Linked DNA regions of Zea mays: region 2 is linked to region 1. Evidence: chromatin contacts called from public Hi-C data. All regions are on one chromosome and are shown on one strand. Each heading gives the region's core, a stretch centred on a gene start, on an enhancer-like site or on the middle of the called end of the contact. The rest is flanking DNA. Distances are from core to core; before and after follow the strand shown. Region 1 has its middle 8.9 kb from the start of LOC100501848. Region 2 holds the start of LOC100285796 (dihydrolipoyllysine-residue acetyltransferase component of pyruvatedehydrogenase complex).

Region 1 (5,843 bases), core at 1,160-3,659:
GCAAGCTTTTTGCCCCTTCCTTTCAAAAAAAAAAAAAAAAAAAAAGGACTGTGGCTGTGGACAGTGTACCATGCACACCTAGCTGCCTGAGTGAACCATCTGAAAGATTCTGAACAAAGAGTGCAGCGTAGTGTGTGATGAGATAGCTGGTGGTGCCAGAACAGGAGATGCTGCTCTTTTGTTTGCATCTTGTGACAGGATATCGTATTAAAACGCCGTGCATGCGCGACAAAGCAAGCAGGCAATCAAAAAAAAAAAAAAAAAAAAAAAACTCGCGAAGCTTGCCGCCGCCGCGCGCGGGCGCGATGATTGAGAACGCGGAGCTTTCCGTTCCTGGGTTTAATTTGCCGCGGCATGGGGGCAGGGGCTTTTCTGTATCTTGCCTGCAGCCCTGCCCTGCCCTGCATGCATGGCGTACGTGCGACCTCCTCCTGGACGTGAAATGAAAGCTGATAGATGGGTCGACCCGACCGCTCTCCCAGGGCTCTGGAAACATCGGTCGCTGACAATGCAGCCGTATCTGAATCTCGACAGAATGAATTATACTGACAATTCATAAAAATATCCTCCATCAGGAATGTGCGTTCTGGTAGTAGTAGGTATGTATAGTAGAAGAGTAAGACGCGGTTCTTGAGAAACCGAGGGCTCTCTCTCCGACTCAGACAGACACTCTCACCATGACCAGTCAGATCAAACTAGCTAGACGACTCCTCCTCCAGACCTTCCTGACGCATGCACACGGAACGGAAACGTGGGTTTTTACTTTTACAGCACCGTGGCGCACGGGCGTGACGTGAGTGCGACACACACACATACCGACGCACGGCGTCGGTGAAAATTGCGGGACAGCGTGAAAGGCTCCGAACGAAAGAGCTAGCGACGCTCTGTCGGCAATTCATCAACATCAAGGCTAGAAAATGGCTTGGCCTGAGTGACCGGTGTGGTCAGCTGGTGGTCTCACCCGCACGCACGCACGCGGTTTCCTTCGAGAGTCCTGACGTGCAGTCTCGACGCATTTTCCGGCCTCACCGTCGTCCGGCGACCGGTGGAGAGTCCCCTTTTACACTCTCTCTTTTTTTCCCGTCGGTCAGCACTGTTCGGCGATCGCCGTGGTCCGGAAGAAACGCGCGCCGTCTAGCGTGTGCCGTTGTTGCCGTCACACGTGTGCAGGCACAGCTGCCGCGCCATAGACTCGTACGTGCGCGTCGTCGACCCCACCACCTGGCAGCAGGATACGTATATAGAATTTCCAACGGAACACGAAAAACAACGATCCTGAATAATCCTGATACACACACGGACGAACATGACAGACAGAAAGAAAGATCCCACGCGCGATCCCAAAGAAATCCTCGCGTGCCAGGGTTTTCCAAATTCTTGCCCCGTTTTCAAACTAAGGTCCTGTTTTGGCCGGCTCCTGCAAAAATGACTCTGGTTTTTTCTTCTCTTCAAGAGCAGCACCTAGATTTGCCTACGCTGGAAACAGCCATCATCGTCACTGGCCACTGGGACCTCAGTCAGTTAACAAATTAAAATGGCATGTATAATCCGCTGCTCTCCACCTGGTGCGCAGTGAGGAACCACAAGAGTGTATACAGATGGCACATCAGATGGATTTCGAGAATCTCTCGATCGACAGCAGGCCGAAGAACCAAAGGGGCTCTGACCTGCGGGCGGCGCAAGAGATTTGATTTCTCTTCTCGTCTTGCCTTGAAAGCTACCAGCCGCCAGTCTTTGTCCGCGTAATCATCGAGAGAGAAAAAACTAGCGAGTAGGCTGTATCAACATATGATTCTCTCCCGGGACTTTTAAAAGATGCGCAAAAGTAAGGAGAGAGAGAGAGAGAGAGCTCGTGAAAAAGCGCGCGAGCTTTGGTATGAAATTCTTTGGGCAAGTTGCGCCATATCTCCGAAACCCTGTCCGCCATTAAGTCCTCGGCAATTAGGCCTGGATCATTAGCTAGGTCTCCGCACTTGCTTACTCGTGCGGTCGTGCCACGCATCGTTGCTCGTTTCGGACAAGAACAAAATCTCGTGAAAACCTTTTTATGCGGAACAGGAAACTGAATCGCAGTAGGAACCTGAGGGCCGGGACCGGGACGACAGCCGCCGAAGGGAAGATGGCGACGTGCTTTCTTTTCTCGTCTCGTAGAAGCTGGATGCAGGTTGATGGGCTCGTCATGGCCCAACAGGCTAATTTTTTATGGGCTTGCATCCCGAATACAGTACCGTAGTGAAAAAAAAGTGATGAATTAAATCTTCTTTCTTTACTTGGTGACAGAAGAAAAAAAAAAGGAGAGGGGTGTGGCGCGCGGCCGGCCGAAAAGAAAGAATCCCGGCCCAGCGCAGAAAGCCATCATGTCGCCAAGGGATCGATTGCGGACGCGAGACTGTGCTGGAACCGGTGTGGTCGTACAACATGCAAGTAAGTGGACTGCAAGCGCGGCGAGTTCCGGTTCGTCCGTCGCGCATGGCACCACAGAGGGGCGGTATTTTCTCTGTCCTAAAAAGTTGCCGCTTTATTACTCGTACATGTTAAAACAGTATTTATATCTCTAAATAAAGTTATTGTCATAATAAACTTAAAATACAGTTAAGTATTTAATGATACTAATTCTGTATATAAATATTTATATTTTCTTATATATATTTGATAAATGTCAAAAAACAATTACCTTCTTCAAACGACAAGGACAGCTACTTTTCAGAGACGGAGCAGAGTACGTTCTCTTTATTTTGACCTTCAGTGGCAGTGTACGTGTTAGGATAAGCAATGCAGAATACGGAAAGAAGTCCCGGATTTATACGCCGCCTTGTAATGCTTTGCATTGTGCGCGACATAGACCCCTTACCTTATTTGCATTTGTAGCTTGTCCAACCCTTGAGAGTTCAAGTATCATTATCCTTTTTATTGATGTACTGCTTCGTCTTAAATAACTCTAGGACTAGATTGCATATACGAGTTCTCCAAGAACTCTCTAAAATTCTCCTCTAAATCATTTTTTGAAAAAAAACACAAAAAAGGTTGTCTTCAACCGTTCCCTTAAAGTGCCCCTAACTTTTTTATAGCCTTTAAAACTCCCACATTTGTAACTAGAAAAAGGGATTTTTAGGCTCCCCGGAAACACAATCGGTTGTCGGCAGCGTGTTCCTGCAATCCGGCATCTACATCACTCGGACCGCTATTGGACCTCCATCATCGGTTAGGCCTCTACTATCGCTCGGCCCTACCGTTGGTCTTCCCTCACTAGCCATGCCCACCTCCAGCGACACTTGTAAAACATATCTATGTGGGCTTAAGAGTGACTTGGCCTAGTTTAAAATGTTTTTATCCAATTTTAAGGGACTGTTCGAGAAATCTACCCTCCAATAATTTCTGAGATGCTACTAAAAACTGGATTTTACGAGTCATTTTTAGAGCTCTTGGACAAAAACTTCTATCACTTTGGATCATAGATTTTAAATTCTAGAAGAAATATAATTGAAGGGCTAATCATTTTACATGAAGCAATACATGAAGTCCATAAAAAATATGAATGGAGTCATTCTAAAATTAGATTTTTGAGAAAGCATATGATAAAGTTAATTGGCCTTTTCTACAATAAACGTTACAGGTGAAAAGTTTTTTTTCTCAAAAATGGTGTTAGTGGATCAATAAGTTTGTTAGTAAAGGGACCGTTGGGACAAAGATGAATGATGATGTAGGTAGATACTTTCAAACTAAGAGCTATGACATAGAAATATACTGTCTCCTTTGCTCTTTAATCTTGTAGCAGATATGTTGGGAACATTAATATCTAGAGCCAAGAAAAATGGGGCAACAAAGCGGTATTTGTTAACCACTTGCCGGCTAAGAACTGAACCACCCTGACTTGGCGACTCCTCTTCTTGTTGCTGCATAATGTGAATGACTACAATGACCAAAATAGTGTTCCCTTGTTGTGTGGCATGTTCGTCAAGATTTTGATGCTTTTGTGCCACATACGCATCCACATCTACAAATGGAATGATTTAGTCAAACAAGTTTGTAGGTAAGCCACACACGAGTGATTAGTAAGTGCGTAAAGGGTAACATTATTTCCTATAATCGTCGAACATCAATCGTGGAACAAGGAATAATGATATATCTTCAATTTAATTTCACAACACTAAAAACGGGAACTAAGGTGCAACTGTTGGAAGTGAAAGGAGCAAACAAAACCTAGATTCCTCCCTCATTTGGGGGCATTAGTTGTCCAACAATGGTGGTATTTTAAAGATGTGGAGATTGAGATGGGATTTGGGAGCGACAGGTAGGCAGCGAGTAGGGGAGCTCAGCATTGAGTGCGAGAACACTGCGACACTTACTGTTGAAGATGTGAACTTAGGTTACGTCGAAGTCGTCAGAGAAGTCGAGGCGACGACGTGTACCAGGCAAGGTCTCGCTGGAATTGCTTGCTGGTGGCTCATGATTCCTATTCCTGGGGCGGTATAGCTTAGCCTGCGCAGTACCCTTTTGTTGAAGGTCGTTCGAGCTTTTCCTGGGAGTATGGCATGGGTTACATACTTCAGCGTCGTAGCGCCTAGTATGAGCCTCGTGGAGAAGCAATGGCTAGTCCATGAGGCTCATACTTCAGCGCTGCAGCGCTTGGTACTCGGACCTCGGCTCGAGGCATTTTCTCTACCCCTTCTTACCCTAAAAAGGTAGGGTCACCTTGTGTCCTTAAACCTATAACCATTTTTTTGGCTAACCTAGCCTCCTTCGTCCCTCCGTACCAACAAGGGGTAGTACAGGAATATTGACCTGTTGTCCATCGACTATGCCTTTCAGCCTGATCTTAGGCCCACCCTTTGTTGCAGCGACATCTAGCGAGCCGATACCGAGGCTAGGGAAGAATTCTTGTCGATTACCATAGTGCTCCTCCGGAACTGACAATGGACCACCTCGGCACAACTGCTTGGCGTCAAGCTCGCTATCACTCCACAGTCTTCATCCTCCTCAATAGAGAGCCCAAGCTTGACTTTTGCCCACCGAGGTTGGATCAAACTTCCCTTCTCCGCATCCGCGAACGAATGCGTGATCTGCTAGAACATGCCCATTTTATGCAATGCTATAGTCTCCTAATCCGTCGTGGATGCTCATCTACAACATTGCTAGAGGTAACCTAGGTCTCTATTTGTTTCAGCTATACCTTTTGGGGCTTTTCTAAAAATTTGCTACTGGGCTTTTGATCCTGAAATGCCAATGATAGTTTTTGATGATGTTATTAGATTCGTAAACTCATAAAGCTATAGAAGGCTCACAAAACTAGGCTTTTTAGCTTGCTATATAAACTCAGCTTTTCTAGGATTCTAGCTTTTTGAAAGCTAAACCTGTCATGGTTTCGAAAATCGGGGGCAATAGAATTTGTGTTCAGGAGGGGATGCTAGCGCACAGTCACTCTGAATGGTGAATCGTTGGGATTCAAGCAGAGGGTTTGATATAGAGGGTTATACTGGTTCAAGCTTTCGCCCTAGTCCTAGTCTAGTGTAGGTGTACTGCGGATTGTAGTATTGCTTGATGACTATGTTAGAGCTGGTGCGTATGTGGGAAGGAGGAAGTCGTACCCTTTTATAGCTCAAGGGTAGGACCTTACAGTGGGGACTTGTATCCTACTAGTGAGAGAATGATCTATTACTCTTTGGTTGACATAGTCCTTCTAACGTCGTCCGTAGAGTCGCGCGTAGTCATACTCCTATCATGGCATACAATTTCGTTCGCCCGGTATACATGTCCATGCAGTGAGTCTAATGATGATGTAGTGGTTCCTGTTGGGTCCCCCATGGTACACTACGGTATGCTTCAGGGTCATGCGTGGTGTGGTC
Region 2 (5,783 bases), core at 1,924-4,423, 510 kb after region 1:
AGAAAAAAAATCTAGGTACCGTTCTAAAAGTCCATCTGATGCGACCAGAGAGGCTATGCTCGTTTGCTTTAACTTTACTCAAAACAGGAAAAAATGATCTGTTGAATTTCCTGTCAATTAGTATTGTCCAGTTAAGACATAAACAAGATCTATATAGGAACCAGGAAGCAGCCTCTATCATTATTAATGCCCCAAAGTGTTTACACAATTCATGGTTTCTTGAATCAGGGTCTCCCTCCAAGAATAGATAAACACACGGAGCGAAAACGATCAGTGTATAAACTGTACACAAAAATCTGTATGTGGAGATATAACATTGAAAAGTGTCTTTTTATTATCTATATTGGCATTGTCTTCCAATTGTGAATAAAAAAAAATTGAGAACTTGTATGAAGCTTCCCTTACAATGTGAGGCATTCAGGATCCTCAACAATCTTTGCAAATGTTTGCAGGAATGCTGCCAAATCAGCACCATAGATAATCCTGTGATCAGCAGTAACATTCACCTGAAAAACAAATGGCAGGATCAACCATCTCTGCAGGGAAAATTGGTTGCTATTATGGACCAGGATCGTGGGGGGTTTTTTTTTGCCCCTGTTCTGTGAGTATGATGCCTACCCCACCCCCAAATTGCTCAGCACAAAAGACTTCGTTGTTGTTTTGAGAATAGGATGGTATGGTGTTGTATAAATCTAGAATAGTTCTTATTGACAACAAAAATTATAACACATCATTGGAGATCATTAGTATGTACTTATGTGACAGAAAATAATCAGTGTTAATCACTAGTACTGAATAAGGAGGCCAAGCATTGTAATTACTGATTTATCATGACATGATTGATACCACCAAACAAAACTTTATCACAACACATAATTATGATTTAGTATAAAAACCAACTTAGATACACACAAAAAAAAACTAATCATCACCTTGCTAACATAGAAGTGTGAATCTGAAACCGCAGCAAGCCTACACCGTGCCTCTTACATTCAGGCGCAGTCAGCCAATCCTTGGCTTGCATATATTTGATATTTGAAATGATGTTATGACATAAATTTCACTTACATGTTCTAGGGAACAAGCAGACGGATCACAGATTATTTGGGCTTTAAGGTTTAGCTATGTTAACACCAAATAAATTTCATAACATACTACTGCGGTTTAGCATTTCTAATGAAATGTGCTAAGGAAAATACACAATTGATCTTCACAATTACATGTAAATGCCAGAAATACTAAACATCAGTCAGTAACCAGAGCTTCGGTATACTCAAATTTTAGATACAGATACGAGAATAAACTAACCAGCATTTCACTCTTGATACTAAAGAAACCATCCTTATCAGCCACTACAGTAGGTCTTGACGCTCCAACAGCCATGATAGCCCCCTGCATATAACCATGCAATCTTCTTGTGTTTAATAAAATAGAATACAATTCTATCAACATTTCATACTAACTAGACAAACATCAGACACCAGGGAAGAAACCCATACAATTCTATCAACATTTCATACTAACTGGACAGACAACATACACCAGGGAAGAAACCCACCTGACCAGCAGGAAGGATTGCGTCGAATTTATCCACCCCAAACATACCCAAATTGGATAGTGTAAACGTCCCTACAGACAGTCAGCTCTTCAGGTAAGCAAAGTTTTCGTGAACAGCTGATGTCAATAGAGCAAAGGATATGTTGTATACCAGAGTTGTATTCATTTGGTTGCAGCTGCTTCATGCGTGCCTTCTTGAGCAGCACTCTCCACTTTCGTGCAAGCAGATATATATCCATCTGCCATGTCAATTTTTGGAGCTACTTAGTAGACGAAAATTGTATGCACTCGACAATCCACTCATACCCTAAAATGCTGCGTTGCCACCCTCGAGTGCAATAAGCACCGACCTTATCAGCATCCTCTAATACTGGAGTAAGAAGGCCACCCTCGAGTGCAACAGCCACTCCAATGTTGACATCATTGTTGTAGGAGAAGCTCTTTCCATCTCTGCAGCTAGCATTTACTACAGGGTGTTGGGTGAGCGCCACAGCTGCCGCCTTCACCAGCAGCACTGTCTTTGTAACCCCCTTTGACTTAACCTATATCAAACTCAAATCAATCAGTACAGCATGGTCGAGGTATGAAATCCAACGCTCTGCCTGAGATCAATAGAAAATTGTACCTTCTCATAGAGTGCGTCAAGCTTGTCAGTGATCATGGAGTAGCTAACCCGGAATGTCGGTACCCTCAAGCTCTCCACCATGTTCTTGCTCACCGCCGCCTGCATTGTCGTGAACGGCACCACCGTGCCACCGGGTACTGGTGGCAGCACCGCACTTGCGGGCACTAGTGGCGCAGCGTCAACAGAAGCAGGGGGTGGAGGTGGAGGGGGTCGCTTGTGCTTGATGCCAGCAGCTGCCTCGACGTCAGCCGCCGTGACGCGGCCGTGTGGCCCGGTGCCGACAACCCCGGCGATGTCCACCCTGTGCTGCTTCGCGAGTTTCTTGGCGTAAGGTGTCGCGATGCCCTTTGTCGCTGGAGGCGCCACAGGCGCTGGAGGAGGTGGCCCCAGGGCGGCGGCGGCATGGGGAGGAGAGGGTGCCTGGCTTTGTCCCTGCGAGAGGGCCTGAGCGCGCGCCCGCGCCAGCGCGACCTCCTCCTCTGATTCAGCGAGGAGGGCGATAGGGGCGCCTACGGGGGCGGTCCCACCGGCCGGGACGAGGACGACTGCGACTATGCCATCGTGGAACGTCTCCACATCCATATCGGCCTTGTCGGACTCCACGACCACCACTGGGTCGCCCTTGCCCACGCGGTCCCCCTCGGCGGCCGTCCAGGAGACGATCTTGCCCTCCATCATCGTTGAGCTCAGCGCCGGCATGAATATCTCCCGAATCTTCGCCCTCACCACCGCCATCCTCCTCCGCCGCGGCGCCCCCGGAGCAGCAAGGCGCGCGCGTCCCGGGGCGGTGGGGACGGAGAGGCAGGGAGGAATCAGAGACGCCATGGTGCACTGGTTGATGATCACTGAACAAATGACCCCCCTTTCAGGACTCGGTTGGGTTGGGTCTAGGAGAACGCGGGCAGGGCGGCGGAATCCGGCGAGCGGCGCGAGGTGGGAGACGAACCAGATCGTTAGGTGAAGCCGTGAAGGCGGCCAGCCACTGCAGTGTGGGCCCGGGGCGCCAGCCGCCGTTAATACTCCGTACCCTAATACTATCTCCTGCAGATTACCCATCCATGTACCAGATTACCCATCCATGTACCTGTATTCAAATTTTACTCTGCGATTATTGCGGTCTATAATGGAAAATAGTATATATAGATAAAATTTGAATAATATGCTGGAGTTGACCTACCATGTGGACTAAACGCCTCTTAGTAAAAGCTATGCCGTAGCAACTCCAAGAGAAAGCTAAAAAAAGTCCCAAAACGTTTTAAGGGAGAAAAGGGCCACATCTTCTCTCCAACAGCATACTGTTAATACTTTTCCAATTTTTAATTATCGACAGCCTTCCTCCTGCGTATTTATGCAAACCAATGATATCCAATTTATATCTATACTATATTTAAAGCATCAGTTTCAACGGTCATCCCGCGTCATCTTTTTACAAATAATCCCTCATAGTTATTTCAAATTAATCCGTTGCACGCCTATAGATGGCCAAAGGCGGGCATGGACCAGACGCCCGCGGGGCACCTCTAGCCCAGACACGTCATGCTGACCTACTGACTGTGTCGGACCAGCTCGTTAGCCCGTCGACCCATTTGATTAAATCAACGTAAAATGTAACAGTTATTTCAAATTAATCCGTTGCACGCCTATGAATGGCTAAAGGCGGGCACGGACCAGACATCCACGGGGCACAACTCTGGCCTAGACCCTTGGATTCGTTTCGCAAAGGGAGACATCTTGGCTAAACACTAACACAATCTACAAATACCACTTCCAATACAATTTGTAGAAACTCCGACTCCCGTTCAGAAAGAAATGGGACTTCCCCCGAGAGGGGATTCACTACTTGATGATGGTCCGTCGGCTCATTTGATTAAATCAACGTAAAATGTGGAGGTGGTGATTGAACCCATGCTCTGATAGAAGAAGAGCGGGAGACACTGTCTAACCAGTAGAACATCATGCTCAAATATTTTTAATATTGAATATAAATTATATATGTATATACGTTTTTTTGTAAAATAAAAAAATATAATCGTGTCGGACCGGACCGGGCCGGGCCAGCACTACAGACCGAGGCTACCACAACAGCACGCACAGTCATTTTCGGCGGCCAGAGGCCGCCGAAAATAAGCTATTTTCAGCGGCTTTAGGCCTATTTTCGGTGGTCTCTGGCCGCCAGAAAAAATCAGCCGAAAATTAGCACTTATTTTTGGCGGCTGACATCTGGCCACCGAAAATAGCTTATTTTCGACGGCCAATAGAACAGTCGTCGAAAATAAGTGCCAATTTTGGCGGCCAGACGTCGCTGCCAAAACTAAGGGCTGCCGAAAATAACCCATGCTTATTTTCGGTGGCTCACTGAGGCCGCCGACCAACAGAACAGCCGCCAAAAATAAGTTCTCTTCCCATCAACTATATGTCATCTATGTTGGTTCCCAAGAGTGTGCTCAATGCCATTGATCGTTGTAGGCGTGCCTTCCTCTGGTCACGGAACGATGCCTCGTTGCCTCGAATGAGGTTTGTCGTCCCAAAAATTGTGGCGGCCTTGGCCTTCCTACAGAATCTGGTGATTTAACAAGGTTCTCAGTGTCTCTCATGTTCATTGGGTAAAATGGTGCTTCGGTGGTTCTGATCCCAATTAGCTTCCATGCCCTGTTGCTCCCATATACATTGGGTGTGTCTTCACTTCCCTCGTTGATCTCCTTAGGTCATGCACCTTCGTTGTTGTGACTTCTTTCTGGCTTCATAGGTGGAATCTTACTTTCTTAGCGACCCTTGTGTGTCTCCTTCTCCTCCCTCTTTTCTCATTCTATCGAAACTAAAGTATCGGTCAAAGGTGTCCTTAGTAATAATCTTGATTTGCGCCTACGGCCTCGACCAAGCTCGTTACCCTATATGCAATTTTGACACAAGTTCAACTATCGTTACCCTACATGAAAATGATGGGCTCAGAAAATGATTTCTTCACCAGCATGGCGTAGTATACTATTGTTGAATATATAGGAACAACTATATATTCAACAAGAATGAAGATCCCCGGTGCATGTCCTCATCACTAGGATTGTTAGTGATCTTGGTGTATATATAGTGCCATCGGCTTCCTGTAACGGGGTGTTTGGATCTCTTTATTTTAGAGGAATTGGAACTCACTTAATAAAGTAACATATTTAGCTTGGAATATGACATCTCACCACTTTCTTAAGTTTAGATATAAGTCTATCTTAAATTCATGAGGTGAAAGATGAGAAATGATTTTATATACTAGTAGAATATGTTTCTACACTGTAATTTACATGACGCTCTTCGACTCACTCCTTTATAGTAAAAATATAGCACATAAATATCTCCGACATCTTGCTAATAATAGTATACAAATATATTTTGTATAAAACCGATTTAGCTTAATTGATATATACCTAAATTACTATTATTAGAATGGAATTTAATTCCAATTAACCAAAGAGGACGTAATATGAAAAAGTTTCAATTTAGACCTGGTGTGGTTAAGTAATCTCACTGTCCCTGGATCTTCACCATGCACCTCCCTCAGGTGCTGGTTTTTAAAAGTTAATGTTATTGGTGAAAATGAATGTCTGGATATCCG

The links. Hi-C and Micro-C count contacts between places; a contact is called where the count stands out from the background.
Region 2: a Hi-C map of endosperm shows a contact between it and region 1, with 2.6 times the contacts expected there. The contact joins the promoter of LOC100285796 here to the enhancer-like site in region 1. A contact is called at or near these places in 2 of 25 Hi-C or Micro-C datasets (ear and endosperm).

What each region holds. Positions count from the first base shown.
Region 1 is chr7:114,109,287-114,115,129 of Zm-B73-REFERENCE-NAM-5.0, forward strand. No RefSeq gene overlaps it. Among protein-coding and RNA genes, the nearest start is that of LOC100501848, 8.9 kb to the left of the region's middle. Within about 2 kb of position 2,410, at least 18 of the 20 cell types and tissues checked have an H3K27ac peak or open chromatin away from gene starts, as enhancers often do. A contact at or near this core is called in ear and endosperm, where this site is marked.
Region 2 is chr7:114,616,577-114,622,359 of Zm-B73-REFERENCE-NAM-5.0, forward strand. It overlaps LOC100285796 (dihydrolipoyllysine-residue acetyltransferase component of pyruvatedehydrogenase complex), which reads right to left and starts at 3,174. Exons shown (of 6, transcript NM_001158686.3): 1 at 2,183-3,174; 2 at 1,908-2,099; 3 at 1,709-1,796; 4 at 1,559-1,629; 5 at 1,309-1,392; 6 at 303-506. The coding sequence starts at 3,007. The coding sequence ends at 402. It overlaps LOC100275657, which reads left to right. Exons shown (of 3, transcript NM_001149692.2): 3 at 1-24.